Regions from separate parts of the Triticum aestivum genome. Here region 1 is linked to region 2. Evidence: chromatin contacts called from public Hi-C data. All regions are on one chromosome and are shown on one strand. The core of a region is the stretch at or near the end of the contact, and the rest is flanking DNA. Distances in the headings are between cores, read along the strand shown. Region 1 holds the start of LOC123189292 (auxin response factor 9). Region 2 holds the start of LOC123189291 (CLPTM1-like membrane protein cnrB).

Region 1 (6,563 bases), core at 362-2,861, 150 kb after region 2:
GCATAGCTAGACCAACCATTTCCCAGACACTCCAAGCAAAGAGGTTGCAGCAGGCAGGTAAAAAGACACTGACCCGGAGCTCTACGTTGACCACGCTGCATAGGATTTTGGATGGTAGGTTGAACATCGGCAGGTACTGGTCAAGCTGCTGGTTTGTAGATGCCTCAAGCTATACAGTAAATCATGATCAGTTTGAGAAAAATATTATATCTAGCAAGAAGAATTGATCAAATGAGACAGGCAGGCAGAGAAGATATATAAACCGGTGAGTACCTGTTCCATATGACCCTGGGGAAAGTAATAGACTCGTTCGCCTTGTCTGGGTACTGTGATCAACGGACCGGCACAAGCATGCCATAGCTCCCGGAACAGTGCGTCGCTACAGATTCCTACATGGAAGCAATTGATTTACAATATTAATTAGGTGATCAGACGCTTTAGAACAGGAACAGCAGAGGCCAAGGATACATGGGAGTACGACACTATTTGCTTTCTAAATTTCCGATTGTTGCTCATTTATCATGAAATTTAATCATGATTAGAAAAGTTCAAGCACAAAACTCTACCCAACTGAAAGTGTCCGTTACTCCTATTTATCATTAGCGCATCAATAAAATACTGCCATGTGCTAAATTTGCCACCATACGGATTCAACACAGATCAAGCATATTAACAAAAATAGAAAATACTAAGTCACACGAATATCCATACCTTTTCAATTGACTGGATCACGCTTCGGAATCGGAAGAAAAAAAAGGAAGTGAATCACAATTCACATCACTCCATAAAGTGAATCGCAATTCACATCACAGGCATCGGTACGAGAGAGCAACCCATCACTCCATAAGGTGCGGTACTAAATACTATTACTAGAGAAAATTGGGCAAACATGGTGATTACTTTGAATAGAGGGCGATTTACTCGGATCAATAAGAGCGATTGCAACCCAAATACTGGAAACAAAATGGACAGGCTGGCATCGACTCAAGTTAGATGAAGTTTCGCTAATTTTTCTGCACAAGCAGTCAACTAGCCGAGTCCACTTACTTAATCAACTACCGACTCAGTTTAGGCGAAGCCTAGCTTACCATGAGAGAGAAACCGGACCAACTTTTAACCAAAGCAGTTCCCCGAAAGGCAAAAATCGCGTAAACGGAAACTGCGACAACAGAGGGCTGCAAATCGAACCTGGGGCACCGGCCGCGGAGGGATTCGCCATCGCCATCGCGGCAGCCACGCTTGCCGAGCCAAACGGCAAGAGAATTCTCTGTGAGCGACGAAACCAGGAGCTCCTCGCGATGTGCTAGCGTCGACGCCGCGGCCGGCCCCGCTCCATGGATCTGCCTCACAGGCCCTGGTTGCTTGCGGCCGGGCCTCGAGGAATTCCCGCGAATTGGGCGGGCGGCCGTGGACGGGGGACGGAGCGGTCGGATCCGGGTCACGTGGGAGGCTGCTCTCGGGGAAGGGGATCGGGGCTGCGGGGGAGGGGAGCCGGGGAGGAGGAGGTGGCGTGTAGCGTGTGCGGTGAGGAGGAGGGGGGAGGAGGAGGCGGGTGAGGTGTGTGTTGGCTTGGGATTTGGATGCTCGTGACTGAGTCGACTGGTCTGCTGGGCTGGGTTTTGACAGCGAGCGGCGGTCGCGGTCGCGGTCGAAGGAGGAGGGAGGGGAGGGGAGGGGGGAGCTGCACGAGGCCGAGGAGGCAGAGTGGGCGGGGAGACAGCCGGATCGGATGGATCACGGGCGGTGGATGGGCGCGCCGCGCGGTACGGGTGTGGGTGGGTCGGCAGTGGGTGGGTCGGGGCGGATAGGATTTGCATCGCATTTGGGTGCCCGTGCTTTAGTTTCACCCTGTTTTGCCCGTGTTTTCCTGTGTATGTATGGTCTTGGATCCATCTTGACGGCGACGGGTCGGTGGCTGGCGCTGCTGCTGCTTCGGAACAGGGCTGTTTGTTGGAGTAGCCGGCTCGCACGGCTTTCCCGTTACGGTACGGTACCCACACCGCACGAGGAACACGCCCGCCCTGTTGGAGGAGGCATGGCGCGGATCCGACCCACAGTGGCAGCAGATCCATAGGGCCCACCCGCCATTCATAGTAAAACAGTCGAGATCTCTGGCGCGCGCGTACGCTGCTCCGCCCCGGCCGCGCGAATCTTTCGTGATGGGTGCAGCGTACTCCGCCGCGCCGAGTCGTCACGCTCGCTCGCTCGCTGCCGCCCGCACGGCCCGGCCCGGCCCGGGGATCCTCTGCTCTACGGACGCGGGCCCATCCCTGCTCCACGCCGACACTTTCCTCTCCAGCAGCACCTTTTTTTTTGTTGGCTCGCCTGGCCGGCTAGCATAGCCGGCCGGCGGTGCAACCACCGACGTGAGATCTCTCTCCGGCGTAGTAGAGTAGCTGCTGCCTATAGCCCAATAGCATGTCCCTCACCGACCCGGCATGCAACCGCACCCACCACGGAGCCAGTCATGTCGCGGCAACTAAAGCAGAGAGAGGCCGAGGCGACCACCTTACGTACGCTTCCTTCTTTTCTGTACCTGTACGACGTAGCCCCAAGCAAGCTGTCACAGCAACGGGCGCGCGCGCGTGCGTGCTTGCTGTACAGCCACGGCCAGCTAGCCAGCCATGTGATGGATGGCGCATGTGACGCCAGCGAGCGGCTGCAGTTGCGAAGTCCAGCAACGCGGCTGGACCAGTGCGGTGCACTGCTCGCTCGACTCCATCCATCCATCCATCCACGGGAGTAGCACATCCGTTGACACGTGGACACCATCAGTGGATAATTCAAGAGAAATGAATGGATGTTTTCATGTGATTTAATTCCATTTCACACTGCTACTGATACAGGTACTGGTACTAGTGTGGTCTGGTGTGCTGCCAAATTCAGTGCAGCACAGTGCCAAGTTGGGTGGCGTGGACTGCTGCAAGCAGCTTCCCTTCCCTATGTTGGAAAATGAGGCCCCAGCTACTCTAGGTGGAAATATCCAGAGGGGGGGGGGGGGGGGGGACGTGATGTTTCCCGGCAGCAAAATGGAGGAGAAGATGCATGTGGAAAAACAAGCGACAATGGCCCTATTTGGTTCAGTTGTGGATTTCTAAAAGTAGCTGTGAAAAATCTGCTGTGGAAAAACAGCTGTGAAAAATCTGATGTGAAAAAGATGTAGGCCATTTGGCAAACCAGCTGATATAGCTTTTTCAGATTTTGGCCCGCAGCGGAATCAGATTTTGGAAAGCACGTTCTGGGCTGCTTCTGCTTTTGGTTCAGATTTTGGCAGCGGATTTCTGGAATCGGATTCTGCTGGGTTCGCCCTTTGGTTCAGATTTTGCTGCGCGGTAGCGGAATCTGTCGATAAAAGCTGAACCAAACAGGGTCAAAAAGACGCTAGCAAGGGAAGAAGAGAGGACGACGGAGGCAAGGGTAGTGGGCGCGTCGCTGTCCGTCGAATCCCACGCACGGTCTGTCTCTCGGTGTTTTGTGTACGTCTCGTCCCGTCGATTCTCATTCATCGATCGGGGTTTTGAATGAAAAATCAAAAGCGAGAGCGACCTTTGGTTTGGTAGCTGCCCCCCTGCCGGACCATACATGGCAATGGCAATGGCAGTGGCAATGGCATAGGGGCCTAGTTCCCGAAAACTCCGAATACATTCTTTTCTAGGAGTAGCTTAGTGAGTCCATTTGACCGCTCGCCGGGCTATTTAAGACGGCATGATGTGACTTATGAGCCGATCGGCCACGTTGATCGCGTGAGCGGACAGACCGACGATGCCACGAATAAACACAACGCATGTTTCTTTGGACAAACATCGATATGAACAATGATGATCTTGGTTGAGTGTAACACATGTTTCTTTGGACAAACGTCGATATGAACAATGATGATCTTGGTTGAGTGTAACTTTTTGGAGTTTCATAGGGTTTTTGAATCCTTGGAATTTATTATTTGGTGTCCGTTTGATTCATAGGATTGAAATCCTCATGGAATTTTCCTTCCATTCATTTGCACTTCATTCGAAGCCTCAAAGGGAAAATTATTCATCCACTACAAAACTATCGGTAGAATTTCTTTGTTTTTTCTGTGTTGTCAAACACTACATATTCGGAATTCATATAGAGTAGTTTTTAATTATATGGATGTTCAAGAGCACATGTCACTCTAATTGTTTTTTCCTCCTAGGCGTGAATCTTTGAACTTTCGACGGCGATCGGAAGTGGATGCATAGCCCACTGATTCTCTTTTTGAGAGGAACAATGTCAGTCAAACATGAATTCTTACGCGGAGGCGGCTTTAGGGATGAAAATATCAACAACAAGCAGATCTCAAAAGACGTATTTGTTGGAGATAGCCCACTTAGTGAACACTATCTATAATGCCTATAGAAAACATGATGCTGATGTTAGTTTTCGAACAGTGCTTATTTGTGACAAAATGGACGACATGGCTCACTCGGTTAACTGGGTAATGTTTGTCACTTGTATTTAAAAATTGTGTTTTCCAACTTTCCTCTACGTTGTAAGGTATTTTAAGTCAAATCTATGCCTGGCGATACGGTAAACAGTAATCATCATGACAAGTAGGGGGATGGTTCGGCTGGTGGGCAAAATTCGAGTGGTGGCACTGACCCCCGTTTTACTCAATCCGAATGGGATGGAATGGAGCCTGAGGAACAAGAGTTGTTTAAGGCCAATGCCCCGGTTGCTAATGCTTAGAAGGATGATTTGGCCTCTTGTGTGAATGCTACTAGCAAAGGCACGCCCTTCTCTGGTGTCTGCTCCAATTTGTCTGCTCGTCCGCAATCCCCTTGCTTCTTTGGGATCAAAGATCTTCCTGCTTCCCCCCCCCCCCCCCCCTCTATCCACTGGGCCTCCGTCTAAGAAGAAGAAGAAGTCCTCGGTCCGGAAGTTTTTTGCTAAGAGTAGGGTTTCATCTGGCTTCGAGCAATCTATGGCGGGTCTAGCTCGTCGTCTAGATAAGGACATGGGTTCTACTTCGGGATCTGGTCTGGGTCCGGCGTCGCCTGTGTGTTCTCCGTTGCTGCGCTCGCCTGCGCCCACGGAGCGCAAGGGCCGGTGCGTGCGTGACTCTGGCGAGTCTGTGGCGGTGAGGGCTGAGAGGCGCGCTGCGGCCAGGGATCTTCCTTCTTCAGGTACGCCTGTCCATACCCCTCTCCCTGCCTCCCCTATTCGTCTCGTTTTACCTGCTCTTTCGGATGGTCATTTGCTACATATTATGTCGGATGTTGGTATGTCTGTTGACCCGGGGATGGGTTCTCCTTCTCGTCTTCTATCCGTCATTAGGGCAAATGAGGTTGCCCAGGCAGCTATTACCAAGGCCATGGAGGTCGCGGATGCTATGGGGCCTGTTGCGGCCAAGGGTCGGCCTGGGGAGGCTGGAGCGACAATTGGTTGTGGCCAGTCGCCTCCACCTCCCTCCCAAGCGAAGAGAGGTCAGTCCAAGCGGTCTAAATCATGTCTGGCCCCGTGCAGATCTAGTCTCCATATTAAAAACCTTTCCTATAAATGAAATCTCTTTTTTGGAATGTTAGAGGTTTCGCCGCTAGGGGGCGTCGAGACCAGATTCATGACTTGGTTTGCGGTGAGCACATTGACATTTTAGGGCTTGTTGAAACATTTAAGGAATCTTTTTCCTCCTTTGAACTGTTTGCGGTTACAAGCATGGATAGGTTTGACTGACACTACCTTCCTGCCTCGGGTCACTCTAGGGGCATCTTGATAGGGTCTAAGCGGGATGTGTTTGATTTCATTACTTTTGATCATGGCATCTTTTGGGCTAGCATTGTGGTTCATCATCGTCAGCTAACCACGTTATGGGAGTGTTTGGTGGTCTATGGCCCCGCCGACCACTCCCTCGCTCCTTTGTTTCTTGATGAGCTTTCTAATAAGATTGAATCTTGTAATATTCCTTTATTAATTGGTGGTGATTTCAATTTGTTGCGTTCCCCGGCGGATAAAAATAGCCCTAACTTCTCTTGGCCCCTTGCCAATGCATTTAATGGGTTCATTAGTAATTGTGCGATCCGTGAGCTCCCTAGGGTGGGGGCACGGTTCACTTGGTCTAATCATCAGTCAATTCCTGTCCGGTCAGTGTTGGATCGGGTCTTTGTCTGCGATAGGTGGGAGTCGCTCTTCCCTCGCGCGGCGTTGAAAGCCAGGCCTATTGTTGGCTCCGATCATGTTCCCCTCGTCGTGGATGCGGGCCTTATCTCTTCTCTGTCTCCTTCCCGCTTCCAATTTGATGCCTCTTGGCTTATAGTGGATGGATTTTGTGAAATGCTGGCTTCCAAGATTGCTAACCTTCTCAACTCCCCTCGATGTTCCTTCGGTCCCATGGATGACTGGCGTAAGGTTTCATATGAGTTACACAAATTCTTAAGGGGCTGGTCTCGTAACAGGGCGGCCGACCAGCGTAGGGAAAAAGAGGCCCTTGAATCCCAACTCCGGGATTTGGACCACTCTGCGGACCTTTCTGGGCTCTCTGCTTCTCAATGGGCCACCCGTTACTCCCTGGAAGATGCATTGATGTTGTTGCATCAACAGTCGGAAAT
Region 2 (7,061 bases), core at 2,330-4,829:
ACAGCCAAAATTCATTGAAGAATACAGTTGGATAGTAACTGTTTGTAGTTGGATCCACATTCAAATCTGTATATATATGGTCAAGGAAATACCAATCCTTCCCTCACTGAGAAAATGCTAATCTTAACAAGATATATTTTAAACAATAAATTAGATTCATCAGAAGTTGGCTACGTGCAACGTCATCTTCAAGTCTAAAAAATTGATTCAAGTATAAGAATAACATAGCAGTATGTAACACGTGTGTGTTGGAAGAAAATTCATAGGAAAAAGAAGATAAAAAAGATAATATCACACTATAATTGTTACAGTTGAAGGATACATGGAGCAACATTTGGAGGAATGTTGTTTTGGGGATACCTGTGAAATAAAAATGGTCAAATATCAATTGAAAATTTCATACGACAGATGAACAACAACGAAGAACTAAAAGCCGTGAAACTAGAAAGAAACAATTGTGCAATTGTTACATGGTTAATATGAAGCTGAGATGAGAGAATCCACATATGTCAAAATTAACAAGAAGGATCTAAAATCATAAAAAAGGGCAGCCCAGTGCATGTAGCTCCCGCTTGCGCTAGGTCATGAGAAGGGTCTGACCACTTTGGGTCTATAGTACGCAGCCTTTCCCTACATTTCTGCAAGAGGCTGTTTCCAGGACTTAACCCGTGACCTCATGGTCACAAGGCGACAGCTTTACCGCTGCACCAAGGCTCTATCGGCAGTTTCAGAAGAATCTTAAAACACAAACGATCGCATGGTATAGCAGCGCCGGTTTGTGATTAACATCCACTGGAAAATAGTTTTCAGCATGCAGATTGCGAGTGTATGCCCTTACGGTTAAAAAAAAGTCTCCAAAGTCAAACTTCTTTATAATTGTCCAAGTCTATAGAAAAATGTGCTAATATGCACAACCACGACATCAATATATATAGTATGAAAATATGTTTTATGACGAATCTAATTAAACTAACTTTATGTTGTCGATGTTGACATATTTTTTCTATACATAGACTTGGTCAAACCTAAAGAAGTTTGACTTTGGACAAAGCTAAAACTTCAAATAATTTGGAACGGAGGGGGTACTTCATGATATTTAGAAAGGAAAGTAAAAGATATTAATCACGCCAATGCAATTAAAATTCAAAATGAATAAATAATAGTTCCAGGCATATACAAGTGGAAATGTGAAATATAGTTTTATCTTGTGCATACCGTGTGAAGTCATCAACAAGATTTATTGTCACATTTGGTTTCCAATAAGAAATATATTCAACTGGGCCCTCCTCTTTGTCTTCGGACTCTTTGTTCTCCTGCAGAAATCAAATGCGGTCTTCTGTTAATTGCTTTTTCATAGGAGATATTCTGTGTTTGCTGGAGATAATCTATACTAGAAATTTCTAGTGCATACTGTCCCAACAATAAAGAATCAAGTTAATGACCTTAGGGGGTAGCTTTTCCTCGGACTCATCCGAATCTCCAAGCAAGCTCTTCTTATGACCAGCTTTTGATTTCCGCAAGTATGCCACAATAGCTAAATAGGTATAATGCAGTGAGCATTTCATACAAACATGCAATCAATAAAAAGGACGGTTGAGATGAACAGGAAACTTACGATGTGTCCTTCCAAATGCAGATTTTTGCTCATATTCAGGATCGGTAGGGTCCACAGGGTAACCCGAACGGGAAAAATAAACATGAGCATACAAAGAGCCATTGTGCTTGAGAGCCTATGGCAAGATCCATTGACACAAAATTAGGCAATCCAACAAAATATAACCATAACATAATTGTAAATTGCAGCAAATATTATTCTACCTCCGTTGGATAGTATGTCAGTGTGTGTGTTCTGGTACTGGTAGGTGTCCAGACTGCATATGGTATGTTTGTTTCATGCCAGATGAGTGCATCCTCATTACCAAAGTCGCTAAATTTGTCATTCTCCGATAAATACATCCACATATCCTGCAGCAACATAATCATCATCAATTTGTGTTTCAGGAAAACGCAAAATGGGCAAGACTTCAAGACTAGTGCTTCATGCATGCACTGTGCTACCTCCAAACTGTCATAAAATTTGGGTGGCACTACCGAGGAATTTAATAAATCCAGTAACGTCCTTCTGCTTGATTGGTCCCATTAAAAATGCCAAACATGTAAATTTGGCAAGATAACAAATCAGGCCAAATTTACGGCGGGGGGGTTGACTTCAACTTATAATTTACTGAAAACAGGTACTACATAGCAACATTTGTAATATTCAATTATCTTAATATGTAGACCTGTATAAGACATTACCACATGCCACTGAATCGTCGATTTGACAAAAAAATGGATTTACACCTCCTCGATCAAATATTTGGAGCAATATGATACAACAAGTTACAAGGTCGGTGTGCACCGCATAAACACCAAAAAATAACTTCCCACCCAAAATAAAAAAAAGTGACAATCTACCAAATAAATTGTACAGTTGGCTTTATCTCGAGGAATACCTAGTTCAGACAACCTCACCAAAGTCTACATGAAAAACCCATAAAGAAACGTTATCCATGCATAGTGTGATGTTTTCAGCTTCATTACGGACACACGGTACATTGCATACTATGACATCCTAAGCTTCATCGTGGACAAACATTTCAAAGAACAACAGAAAAAGTGTTTAAACATCAATCATCTTCACAACTCACTCAACAGTGAACCAGCTACACCGCATAATCCAAAATTGTTGAGATCCTTGGTGTATCTTTTCTTTTTCCTTGCATACTCTACTAGTAGTTCCGAACAACTAAGAACGCCCTTGGCCTCCTGAGAGGAGATCATAAAACATCCAACTAACATGCATGCCTTTCTTTTCACAGTACATCAAACCGCAATGCTGTGGAGCACCACTATCTCCGTGATCTGCTTGTTTTAGAACAAACGTGGCCTACTTGTTCGACAGCCTCCAACAGGCACACAAACAACAGGTGTCTTCGCATAAAACCGACTAAATCAGCTCCCCCAATTATAATAATCAGCACAAATACACCCTCTGATATTATTAAGAAAAAGAAAAGTTCGAGATCACAGTAAAAAAACTGATGAGATCGCTGCACAATTTTCACCCCGGAGCAAGCAGAACCCAACAGCACTGCATGAGCGCGGAGCCCCCCGCCTTTACTGACCCCAATAATAAACCGCTCTAAAACCGCCATAGAAACCTAACAACACGCCTCCTCCACCCAAAATCGAAGTTTCTGGGGTGTGTGGGGGCGTTCTCACCATTGGCTCTCCCTTCTGAAAGAGGTTGGACATGAGCAAGCCCGGCTCCGTGGGGGCGCGCTTGGGGCCGAAGAACTTGGACGCGAAGTACCAGAACACGGCCATCCGCACGATGCCGGCGAGGCTCTGGCCCAGGCCGCCTCCCTGCCGCCCAGCCGGGGCCTGCCCCTGCGGCTGCGCCGCGACGGCGGCGGCAGCCGGCTGCGACATGGCCGCCGGCGAGTTAGATCGGGGCGAGGAGGGGGGGAGGGAGCCGCCGAGATGCGATGGGAACAAGAGTTCTTTTTGGAGGAGCTCTGTGTGATTGATTCTCCGGGGATTTAAGCGGGGGGTGTGGTTTTACGATAAATTTATAGGTTTCTTTTGCAGATACGTAGGTGGGTTGTTGAAAAATTAAGCCTGGAGTCCCTGCTCGTGCGGACGCCGGACTGCTTCGGTTTCGCTACTTTCAGAGACGTAATTTCTGAGAACTTTAGGGGTGCTGGCAGTGAAAAGGTAGATGATGCTGGGATTTGCGCAACGAGGCTAGTTGCCGTCTTTAAAGGAAGCAAATTGTTAGGCGCACCCGAGTCAAGGAATCAGCAAGGTTTTTTTTCTGTTTTGATGATTGATGAAGTGCGTCTAGATATATCCGTTTGAACGTTAACGAGAGAGTATAACTTAGACACGACGCACACGCACGCACTCACTGCATGAACAAAAGAGACTCAAGATTGCTGGATTCACCGCAGGTACATCGCTATCGACGTGAATGTCGTCTCCACCATTAATTTGCATTAACGGGATATGCATGATTGAACCTGAAGCTTAATCTAGTTTTGTCCTCCAACAATTTCACAAGAATCACACATTTTAGATGACCGGAGATTATGTGCAGATTGTCATGTCTTTTACTAAAATTAACAAAATAAGCTTATACATAGTCGCGCTTTTATGATTGCAAATACAAAAGATCATGGCTTCTACGTGGATGGCACTCATTCTCGTTGTATTCTACTATTCAACTCAAGGTAGGTCAAAAGGCCCAAATTTCTGTAAAGCCGCAATAAAAGAGCGCATCTGTTATATTCTTGCTCATTATCGTCTTTAGATCTTAAAAAAAATCCCACTAAAAGTGTAATCCGCCACATAAAACAAGACAATGATACGAAAGAAAAGTTATCCCAACCCTGACCACTGATGTCGCGGCTCAATCCCGCCACTGCCTCTGCTTTCTCCTCTAATCCAGTTGATCCCTATGTCGCTCGGAAGGGGTACCCGAGAGGCGATCCATATCTAACCATCATTGCTCTCACACGATTCGTATGTTGTCACTGTCATCGGTGCTGCTACAATGGCGACGGGCCGTCAATCTCGACGGTGCGGCTCCCTCCCAACGATGTTCTGCCTTCCGATGATGTCCCGATGGTGCAGCGAGAGATTGATAGAGGAGACGATGAGCCGAGATGGAGGCTCCAGTGACTTCCGATGTCGTGGTGGTTGGCGGTGGATGGGCCCGGCCCGGTTGCAGCCGAATTATCAAGCAAAGATAAAGTCACTCCTTGGATGGGTTTGAGAGAAGGTCCTCGGGTAAGCTTCGATGTGGTGTCGATGGATGTAGGCGTAGACTATGCTTGGTTTTATTATCTAACCAACCAATGGTGTTTCTTCTTTTTCTTACCGTCGATCGTGGGTAATCAACAAGATGGTGGCCTCTCATGGTGGTGTGCCAACCCAAGCGGTGGAGGCGGCTTCCTTGACACTTATGATGATTTCTCCTTCAGCGCGAGCAGGGCATGGACTTGTTCAACGTGGGAGGTTGGCTCGTGATGCACTATGGGAGCAAGTGTGCGCCGGCAACAAAATTGGATGGCAACTTGTGGTAACCATTTCAACTAGATCAAGCAACGCCAGTGCATCTTTGTATCCTTGCTGAAGGTGTTGGTTCGGATTTCTACTTCAAGGGTGATAGCCCCATATTTAACCTTTTGGTTACACCGGGCAACATGTTGTACGATTGACTGTTTTCTTTTTCAAGATCTTGTCTTTGAGTACCACGTACTTTGTTAGGTTCTAGTAGTGTTTTTATCCTTTTTGCGAACATGTATGTGGAGATGTGAGTTGTTTGTGGTAATGTTTGAACATGTGAGCTATTGTTAGACTATACGTTCATCTTGCCGCTAAACATTATTATAATAAATGATGTGGTTGTATGCATCCAAGAAAAAATGATGAGAATTTTTTCTAAGGACAAAGTCAATAAAAAACGTGACTATGCACAAGTGTGCATACTATATATTAAAGGAGAGGATGGGGGTAAAAAGCCCCTCCGCGTTGGTGACTACAAATACAATCCCAACTCCACGCGGAAACTAAGCTCTAACACTCATGTGTGCCCACATTGCGAGAGCCCCAAGAAAGGCTTTGACCTCTCCCTTTAGAGTGCCCGCTCGGTTCCACATTCCAACCACAAGGTTAATCGTATTGAGCCACAACTGCTCAGAAACGATAATACCAGGTACTTTTTGGGGGGGAAGGTCATCATGACTAGATTTATTAATATCAAACAATGCTTACATTATCCGCTAAAAGTTTAGAAATAACAGCAGGAGGTGAGTCCAACCACAAGTTTGGTGGACCAACACGACCATTTCACGCTAGCACTTGAGCTACCATATTAGAATCACGATTACAATGCTCTAAAACGACCTTCCCGAAACCAACTAAAAGTAACCGACATTCCTCGAGAATTGGGCCTGTAACCATCGAGTGCCCCATGGGTTGTTGCACAACTTCTATTAGAACCATGCAGTCTGATTGCACTGGATTGAATTACAGCCAATTGTATTTGCAAGCTTCGGGCCCTTCACCAGAGCTACAGCCTCAGCCAAACAAACATCGGCTACGTGATCAAGGTCAGCCGTCGCTACTGCAATGAACATGCTAGTACTATCTCGCAAAATTGCTCCACTGGCCCCCATGTTTTCTTCCTCTGAAAATGACGCATCCATATTTAAAACAACTTGGTTTTGTAGTGGCTTCTTCCAACAATTCAAGGCGTTGTTCAAGGCGAAACCAAAATGGCTCTGTGTTTTGGAATGAGATCCAAGCGGTGAGACCGGCCTTTACAGTTGGGGCTCAGTTTAACGTTAACAATGGCATGGCCACAAGGTTCTGGCTCGACTGCTGATGGGGCCAGACTCCGCTGTGGCAATCTCACCCGGCGCTATATCAACTCGCCACGGACACCAATATTATGGTGGGCGGCGCCCTGAGGGTCCATCCCCGGCGATATTGTTCATATGCACGCTCGACCCAGCTGAGGCAGCTAGCTGGGCCGAGCTGGTGGATGCCCTCGAAGGGCAAAATCTCAGCCAGGGGGTTGATGTGGTTTCGTGGAGGCTTGCCGCCTCCCAAAAGTTTTCAGTTAAATCCCTTTATGACAAGTTGACCGAGGCGACACGCTAGACATGGCTAAGGGCTATGGAGGCCGGTCCCCCCTCAAGATCAAAAATTTTATGTGGCAAATGTGTTGGGGAACGCAGTAATTTCAAAATTTTCCTACGCACACGCAAGATCTATCTAGGTGATGCATAGCAACGAGAGGTGAGAGTGTTGTCCACGTACCCTCGTAGACCGTGAGCGGAAACGTTATGACAACGCGGTTGATGTAGTCGTATGTCTTCACGATCCGACCGATCCTAGCACCGAAGGTACGGAACCTCCGCGATCTGCACACGTTCAGCTCGGTGACGTCCCACGAACTACAGATCCAGCTGAGTGTCAAGGGAGAGCTTCGTCAGCACGATGGCGTGATG

What was found. Hi-C and Micro-C count contacts between places; a contact is called where the count stands out from the background.
Region 1: a Hi-C map of leaf shows a contact between it and region 2, with 5 times the contacts expected there. The contact joins the promoter of LOC123189292 here to the promoter of LOC123189291 in region 2. A contact is called at or near these places in 2 of 5 Hi-C or Micro-C datasets (both in leaf).

The regions. Positions count from the first base shown.
Region 1 is chr2A:536,359,084-536,365,646 of IWGSC CS RefSeq v2.1, forward strand. LOC123189292 (auxin response factor 9) reads right to left here and starts at 1,612. Exons shown (of 14, transcript XM_044601681.1): 1 at 1,189-1,612; 2 at 274-389; 3 at 74-169. The coding sequence starts at 1,225.
Region 2 is chr2A:536,204,509-536,211,569 of IWGSC CS RefSeq v2.1, forward strand. LOC123189291 (CLPTM1-like membrane protein cnrB) reads right to left here and starts at 3,580. Exons shown (of 12, transcript XM_044601679.1): 1 at 3,265-3,580; 2 at 1,819-1,965; 3 at 1,616-1,730; 4 at 1,443-1,534; 5 at 1,216-1,313; 6 at 323-360; 7 at 1-66. The coding sequence starts at 3,474.